2 separate regions of the Sus scrofa genome follow, and region 2 is linked to region 1. A link is a contact called in public HiChIP or PLAC-seq data. All regions are on one chromosome and are shown on one strand. Each heading gives the region's core, a stretch centred on a gene start, on an enhancer-like site or on the middle of the called end of the contact. The rest is flanking DNA. Distances are from core to core; before and after follow the strand shown.

Evidence for each region. HiChIP or PLAC-seq counts read pairs in DNA pulled down with a chosen protein or histone mark.
Region 2: an H3K27ac HiChIP or PLAC-seq map of skeletal muscle shows a contact between it and region 1. The contact joins the promoter of BOLL here to the promoter of HSPD1 in region 1. A contact is called at or near these places in 1 of 47 Hi-C or Micro-C datasets (embryonic fibroblasts) and 2 of 2 datasets of contacts at active chromatin or transcription factors (alveolar macrophages and skeletal muscle).

Annotation. Positions count from the first base shown.
Region 1 is chr15:101,370,912-101,375,456 of Sscrofa11.1, forward strand. HSPD1 (heat shock protein family D (Hsp60) member 1) reads right to left here and starts at 2,587. Exons shown (of 12, transcript NM_001254716.1): 1 at 2,518-2,587; 2 at 1,447-1,622; 3 at 124-376. The coding sequence starts at 1,620. It overlaps HSPE1 (heat shock protein family E (Hsp10) member 1), which reads left to right and starts at 3,108. Exons shown (of 4, transcript NM_214307.1): 1 at 3,108-3,170; 2 at 3,698-3,862. The coding sequence starts at 3,168.
Region 2 is chr15:101,599,923-101,603,853 of Sscrofa11.1, forward strand. BOLL (protein boule-like) reads right to left here and starts at 2,310. Exons shown (of 11, transcript XM_021075731.1): 1 at 1,592-2,310. The coding sequence starts at 1,612. It also overlaps a transcript of PLCL1 not described here.

The DNA.
Region 1 (4,545 bases), core at 1,337-3,836:
ATCACTACTCGGTGATTTTTTTAAGGTTTTTAAATGAATTTTCAGGTGAGAGGAAAAATAAGAATAAACTTTCTAATTCAACGGACAGTTCAAAACACTGTGGTAATAACAGACATTCCCTACCTCTCCTGATTTCCACTGGATTAGCACCTTTGCTAATCTTCTCGAAGCCTTCCTTGGCAATAGAGCGTGCCAATACAGTAGCAGTAGTGGTGCCATCCCCAGCCTCTTCGTTTGTGTTATTGGCAACATCTTGCACAAGTTTAGCGCCAATATTTTTATATTTATCTTTTAAGTCAATGGACTTTGCAACAGTCACACCATCTTTTGTCACTTTGGGACTGCCCCAACTCTGTTCAATTATCACCGTCCTTCCCTGTAATTGTAGAGAAAAAAAAAAATGTGACAGATTCACACTCTTAAGTACATAAAAGCAGTTCTTATAATAGACAATTACTTGAAAGCCTCAATGCAACACCTGACATTTATCAGATCTACATCATGAACCTTAAGAGCAAGTTTATCATCGTTCTTAGTTTACAGATAAAATGACCTCTGTTTTGAAGTGCAAAACCTTGGATTAGATGTTACAGGAGATAAAATTGAAAGAAAAAAAAGATATCATTTTATAAAAAGAAAACAAGATAAACCAATACCAATTGGCAGATAATGAAATTATAGAAAAATCTTCACATAATTTAAACTCAAGTTTAGTCCAGTGCCTACTACCTACAACAGTAATGTGAAAACTTACTTTTGAAGCATCACTCTACCTTGAAGGATCCTCAAAAAGGCTTTTTCAGGGGTTCCCTTGGTGGCTCAGTGCTAACGAACCCAACCAGTATCCATGAGAACCCAGGTTCGATCCCTTGCCTCACTCAGTGGGTTAAGGATCTGGCGTTGCCCAAAGGTGTGGTGTAGGTTGCAGATGCAGCTCCAATTTGACCCCCTAGCCTGGGAAATTCCACATGTCGAGGGTTTGGCCCTAAAAAGACCAAAAAAAGAAAAAAAAAAATCTTTTTTGAAATTACTCATTACCCCCTCACTCATCAATCACTTGTTAAACTAGACTTAAAATTTTAAATGTGCTTTGGAACAGAAGGGATAGCATAAAAACATCAAGTAAAACTAGTAGCTACAAGCACATACTTAAGGCATTGTGGACTAACATTTTTCCCTGTATACTTGGTACTAACTACTGAGAAAGGATCCAAAATTTAACTCAAGCAAGAAAGTGAGATTCATTCCACCTTGAGTTTAACAATCCATCTTGAGCTACAAGTTACCATCCGATTACATCACACCTTGTACAAAATAGTTTGGCAAATGTGGCAGCAGTAGTTTTGGATACCAAAGCACTGTTGAGTATCTTGGCGTGGCTCTTGCCATCAGCAAAACAGGATTCCTTAACAATACTGTAAGTTAACAAAATAAGAATACTGGTACCTTTGGCCCCATAGTAACGGCTACAGCATCCGCTAAAAGATCTACACCTTGAAGCATTAAGGCTCGAGCATCTGCACCAAATTTTACATCTTTGGCATAAGCCCGAGTGAGATGAGGAGCCAGTGCCCTGGACACCGGCCTAATCTGACGAAGGACTGCGGGTAATCGAAGCATTTCTGGGGGAGAAACAAGTAGATCGTCAGTACAATATTAGCACTACCCGTGGTGTGTTACAACACAAACATGACCCTCGTGAAACAGAATAAATGCCAGAAGTGAGCTGAGCTGACCTCACCTCTACCAGCCTAGACACCAGGGCTTGGGAACACACCACAGCCTCAGAACACCCGCTACTGGCGCAAGCTTTAAGAGGCCGCCCCAAGCCTTGACCTACAGCACTAGCAAAAAGCACATCCATCTTCCCCATGGCCACCAACTCTTGACGCTGAAAAACGAGTTAATCTTTCACCGCTAAAGTGGCCTTGAGAGCAAAACCGCGCCGATCGTCTCCCGAAAAACGAATGACCAGGGAAGTAAAAAATACTGACAGTGCAAATATCCTTATTAAAATGGTTCTTCATGTATCCACTCGGGGCTACTGTATCATTGCAGCAGGCAAAGCCGCGAAACTGGGGGCGGCGGCCCGGCCCACTCCGCGTGGCCCCACGTGTCTTTCCATCAGGACGCCCCAGCAAGGTCAAAGTTGGAGGCGCGGCACCCCAGCTGGCCGCAGGGTCACAGGCCGTTGCCATGGGCTGCGACCACCCTCCAGGGAACCCCCACACCCGGCCAGAAGCGGATTGCACCGGAGGAACCATGTGCATAACACTCCACAGATTACACACTAACTCCGGGACAAGCCCTCCCTGCTGCGTCCTGCCCGGGCGAGCTATCCACACCGCACGTGATGGGCCCCCGCAAGGACCCACGAGGCCTGGCGCAGCGGGCCTGGGCCTGCAGCGCCGTGTGGGGAAGCTCTGGCTCTTGCCGCCAGCCCTCTCGGGGCAGCAGTCGAAGGACGGCTCCGGGGTCCGAGGCGCATGAGTTGAGGCGGCGCGGGACGCCGCGTACCTGCGGGGCAGCGGCACGGCGTGCGGGCAGCGAGACGGACCGTCGGCGGCGAGTGAGGGACAGAGTGCAAGGCGCACACAGCAAAGAGCCCGTGTCTCCTCCCTCCGCCGTTCCCCCCGCCCCTCCGCAGAGCGCGTGCGGGCGGCTCCCGCCCTCTTCCCGTCCGCTCGGGCCCTGCAATCTGCACGCGCCTGGCACCAGTCCCGCCCCTCCCCGCCCGCGCTAGTCCAGGCCGGCGGACTCAGCCCTCCCTGGCCGAGTTAGGCTAGTTCCCGGGCTGCGCGCCGTTCCAGAACTTTCCGGGGAGGGCCGCGCTCTGTGTGGGTCAAGGGTCACAGCGCGTCATTTCCGGGAGGGGGGCAAAGGGCTAGTATTTTCACCTCGCCCGGCGGCCTAGAAAAGCCTAGAAAAAGCTCGTCTTTTCTTCCGCCTCCGGGTCCGCGCGTCAGTGACCTGCGCAGATCCCAAGAGACGAATCGCGGCGCGCGCGGGTGCGGCCGCCCCCTCTAGCGGGGAGGGGCTGGGGGCGGGGGCGAGCGCGCCTGCGCGCTCGGCGGCCTTTTCCCGAGTTCACGTGGACGGAGGGCAGTACTGCAGGTCTTTCCTTGCGGCGGCTTGAGAGCAGGCTAGCAGTTGCGGTGGCCGGGGTCATGGTGAGTCCCGCGTGGCTGGGGACCCGTGAGCCTGGGGCGCACGGACTATTTCTTTGGGGCCTAGCAGGCAGGGTAGGGGTCAGTCAGGGACCGGTCCCCACCCGAATCCTGGAGAAGCGAGGCCCCACCGACCTTTTCCCTATGCTTTGGGTTATTTGCACGCGCGTGTGAGACAGCGTGTGGTCAGGGGGCGGGAATCCGGATGCACACGCGGCGGCGGCCGATCCACTTCTGCGCGGCATTAGTGGGTGTGTAATTGTCGTGGAAAAAGAATGTCTTCAGACAAAGGGACTAAAATGTTTGCCGGCAGTTTCCAGAAAAATCCGAGGACGGAGGATACTTGACCTTGGAGTAATCTGAAGTTGCCCTTAAGTTCCTCTGGATATTGACCAGAGGTGCTACGACGACCCTGACAGACCCAGGGAATGGGAAGTTAAACTCAGAACGCAGAGCTGAAGATTCAGAAGTATTTACTTTGAGTTAATAGACTCAATGTTGGCATTGTCTAATATTTTTTTTTTCTGCAGGCAGGACAAGCATTTAGAAAGTTTCTTCCTCTCTTTGATCGAGTATTAGTTGAAAGAAGTGCAGCTGAAACGGTAACCAAAGGAGGCATTATGCTTCCAGAAAAATCTCAAGGAAAAGTATTGCAAGCAACCGTAGTAGCTGTTGGATCAGGCTCTAAAGGAAAGGTAAACGGGGACTAAAATGGAACTAATTTTTATGTAAAATGTAGAGGAGGAGTCCTTTTTAGATAATTTATTTTAATGATTATTATTTAGTGGGTGTATGAAGTAAAATCGCTTATTTTATGTGATGAAGGGAGAGTTCCAGCTTGTTAAAATCAATAGGCATAGTTATGGGTAAAGATAACCTGTGGGGGCTCTTTCGGACTTGAGGGGAAATTTGAGCTCTGGGTTTAATCTCTAACGCATTGAAATTGTCCTTATACTTTAATCACCTTTTGCTTTAATTGTCATATAAAGGAAATTGGCTGGATTATCCTAGCCATTCTCAAGTTGAGGGTTAGATCTCAGACCTCTAGAAGTGTCAGCTAGAATTCACAATACATGCCCCTTGGGGTCAATTATGTTTACTGAAGTGTTCCACTTACCTCTAAGAAAGTTCTAGCAAGGAGCTGTTTCGGAGTTAGGAATAGGAAGGCTTTGGTGCTCAGCTTCAATTCCTCTCCCAAAATCTGCTTTGAAGGAAAGGAATTTGAATCACAAAAGAAGTGTATGTTTCAAAGTCAGGAAACTCACGTTTTTGTACGATGTAAGAAATTAAACGATCATTGTGCATGATGGTTTAAAAAGTGGTTGACTACACATAGTTGAGAGGTTTAAAAAGTGGTTGACTACACATAGTTGAGAGG
Region 2 (3,931 bases), core at 1,060-3,559, 230 kb after region 1:
AAATCAGTTATACTGAGGAAAGAAAAACACCAGTTGTTTATATCCCATTCACTTCATTCTCCAGTTTCTAAGGCTCCTGTTCTAGTGCGGTTTCTAACTGCTTTTTCTCCTTACCACTTTCCAACATACTATATAATTTATTTACTATGTCTTTCCCTCTATAATGTAATCGTCACGAAAGAAGGGGATTTTGCCTGTTTTGTTTCTGCGACATCTAAAGTAGGTAAAGAGGGTGTTCAAATATTTGTTGAACCAATGAATAAATGAATAATTTCTTCCTGTTCATGATATGCTAACCATTAGCTTGTGGGCTGAAGAACACAATATTAATTTTGGCAGTAACAAGGCTCAGGTACAGGCAACATCGAAGTTCTTTAGAGAAGGCTAGCAATTCATTGAGGTAATAAAAGCCTCAAATTCTGCTGTCAATAATTTTGCGAATATATGAAAAGCTCCTAGATGGGTGCGGTTTTGGGGTTAGACATAAGGGTTCTTAGCTTAGTAAAACTTCTAGTACTAAAGAGTTTATTTAAAATTTCCTCCCAAATAATGTGCCCCCTCTGCCTCCGCCACTTGAGAATTAACCTCGAAAACTATCGTCTACTTTGCCGACGAAGACAACAGGAAGAGGGTGGGCTAACCGTCGCAGTCACGGCCTCCGTGCTCCTTCCCCTCCGAGGCCAGAAAGCTGAGGCGCTGGGGGAAACGGCCGCAGCGACAACTTCCTCGGGTTCTCTGGGGTCATCGTGAACTTGAGCACTGACTCGAGGATCCACCCCCTCCCCACCAAAGTGCGGGAGGGAAAAGAAAGCTAGCCAGCGAGAAATTTTGCCCAGCAAATCCGCCAGCAGCAGTGGCGGGAACCCTCGGGAACCCTCAACGGCACCGAGCCTGACGCCGGCCTCGTGTGCATCAGGCCCCGCGGCCCTGGCGTGGAGCGCGCTGATTGGCTGTCGGCGGGTCGCGGGGCGGGGCGCGGCGGCACGTTGCCACAGCGTCTCGGGCCTACTCGGTCTCCCGCCCCTCCCCCGCTAGGCCTGACCAGCTTGGGCGCGCACCCGGTGCTACAGTGTCTGGGTCCCACCTGAGTACAGGTCCTCCCTACCCGGTCCCCCTCAGGTCTCTCAGGCCTTCTGGTCTCCGCTGACCATTCCGGGAGTGGAGGCGTCAGTCGCCCCAGCAACTCCTCCCATGGGCTGCTGGGTGGAGTACCGCTCGAGTGAGCACTGAAGACTCAGCCTAGTCAAGTTTCGGCGGGAAAACTGTTTCTCTAGCCTGGACCCCATCTGGTGCACGGGGCCTAGCCACCCACCGCCTCCCCAAACCTCCTGGCCGTTTCTGAGGTCCCTCAGCCCGTCCACACCTGTCCAGGTCCTTTGGCCACACCCTGCCAACCCCAGGACACAACCCCACAGGCCTACAGGCGGGTTGCTCTTGGTGGAAGTCGATGGGGCTCCCTGTTCACGTTTCTTCCCGATGAACTAGTGGGCTGTAGACTTGCTCTTCCAGCCCCTCACGGACGGAGTCCACGTTGCTTTTTCTCCCCCGCACCCTGGGGCACAGCACCCTAGGCCCTGATCACTGTACTCACCGACCCCGACTCGGTCTCCATCTTTTTCTCCGCTCTTCAAAAGCCGGGTGAGAGGAACAAAACCGTAAAGTTTGAAAGCACCTTCACACCCAGAAGCAGCCCCCCGTTTCCCGACGGAGACTCTCTCCCCCTGGCGGCGACGGCGGCGGTGGCAGCTGCAGCGACTCAGGCTCGGACCCAGGGCCTGAACCTGCCACCCGGGGTGGGGGGGCGGGGGTGGTTGGGGTCGGGCGGGGGGTGGGGGCGGGAGGCAGGCGACCTCGCCTTGGGCGGCGGACAGCGGTGCGGGCGGGCGCAGTAAGCCGGGGAGGGGTGCGGGCGGGTGAGTTTCGGCTGTGGCTGGTGCTCGCTGAGCTGGGCCGTCTCAGCTGCAGAGCGTGCGGCACGTCGGGACGGGAGTGGGGTGTGCGGACCGAGAGCTCGGTTCTGGAGCCACGCTTGCCTGCTTTCGGACGGCTGGGGAGGAGAAAGCGAACGGTTATGCAAAGCTCCATGCACCGAACGCCTTTCCCTCTCCTCTCCTTTGGAGGAAAGTTGGCGTCTGGGACTGGTGAGAGAGGCGGAGGTGACCTCAGGCTTTACTAAAGTGCGAGAAGCCGGCTGAGGGGCGATTTCGGAAGAAGGCTGGTGAGGGGCGAGGAGGCCAGTTTGCCGAGTCAAAGTCTGACCCCCTGGGCCTGACGCGCCAAACTCGGGGGCTCCGGAGAAGCCGCGGACGCCGCTCTGCACCTGTTGTCGCCGTCACTCATCCTCGCTGAGCGGGCGGGGCTGCGCGGGCGGCTTGGCCGAGACTCGCTGCCGCAGCCGTGTCCAGGCTCCGGCGCCCGCCCCAGGCCCGCGCCGGCTGAGCACCGCGGGACCTCCGCTCAGCCTCTGGAGCCGGCCGGTGAGGGAGCCACCCGCGCGCCCGAGGGGTGAGGACTGTGCCACTTGGCTGGAGTGGCTCTAGCCGCCCTGGGATTTCCTTTGAAATAAGACTGTTTTGTAAAAATTATTTCTAAAAGCTAGCTGCCTCTTATATACCTATATCGCCAGTATAGTATATATATATATGTATATATATATATATATATGTAACCCGTATAACCAAGTTCTAAGAGAAACTAGATAAACTTCTGTAACGATGATGATTATAGCTTATCAAGGGCTCGCTTTGTGCCAGCCGCAGTGCTTTACAATCAGTATCATTTAATCATTTTATTTTCACAGAAACCCTTCCAATAGATACTCCTGTATTCATCATGTTACAGGTGAGCAAATGGAGATTTGGAGGTTAAGTAATTTGATCAAGGTCTAAAGCTATAGATTTAACCGGGGTCTTTCTGACAGCAGGTCATGATGTTAACCATTTTGACATAAAATTTTAAAGAATTAGGAGCAACACCTGTCAAAAATTACATCAGTAATAACTTTTGTATTCTCTATTATAAAAGTTTGACTTTGGGTTATTTTACTTTTAGGATATAGAGTTAAATTTGTTATGTATTTAATTTTTACTCTGTTCAAACATTAGCTCTTCATATTATTTGCCAAAAATGGGAAATATTTTTTTTTTCACTGAATGGAGGTCAGTTAAAGCATCCTAAAAGTCTTTATATGTTTGTGCATACAATTTAAGCTTATTTTCTCAGTATCTGTGGGAAACGGAGACTACAAACCTATTAAAAGTAAAATTCATATTCCAGAGGAGAATAACTTTGCTGTTCAGTGCCATTAGACATTATCTTCTTTGGGCATTTTTTTTTTATAGCAGTAATGATGGATTTAGGTAGATATTACTACAGTCTCTTTTGCCCAATCTTTTTTGCCTGAAAACACTTATTTTTGAAGACTGTATTCACCATAGTAGGTGTTCAGTCTGTGACACGCAAGTTGATCAACAACTGAGGGAAGGAACACTAATTCAAGGTGTTAGGATGATACACTGTATTTGCAGTTTGATAATTTTCTTTTCTGCTTTTAACTCTTAATCCTTAAAGCAATTTAAAAAAATTTTAAAATTTAGATACATCATGTAAGATTAGTACTTAGTACATGGTTATAGAGTTCCTATTTTGTCCAATACATCATACTGTGAGACATAAAAAGATGCACAAGATCAAACCTCTGTCCTTGTTTTCAATTTAGAAGGGGAGAAGAGACTATTTTTTTTTTTTTTGGGTCTTTTTTGCCATTTCTTGGGCTGCTTCTGTGGCATATGGAGGTTCCCAGGCTAGGGGTCAGATCGAAGCTATAGCCTCTGGCCTATGCCAGAGCCACAGTAACTTGGGATCCAAGCCAAGTCTGCAACCTACACCACAGCTCACGGCAATGCTGGATTTTTAACCCACTGAGTGAGGC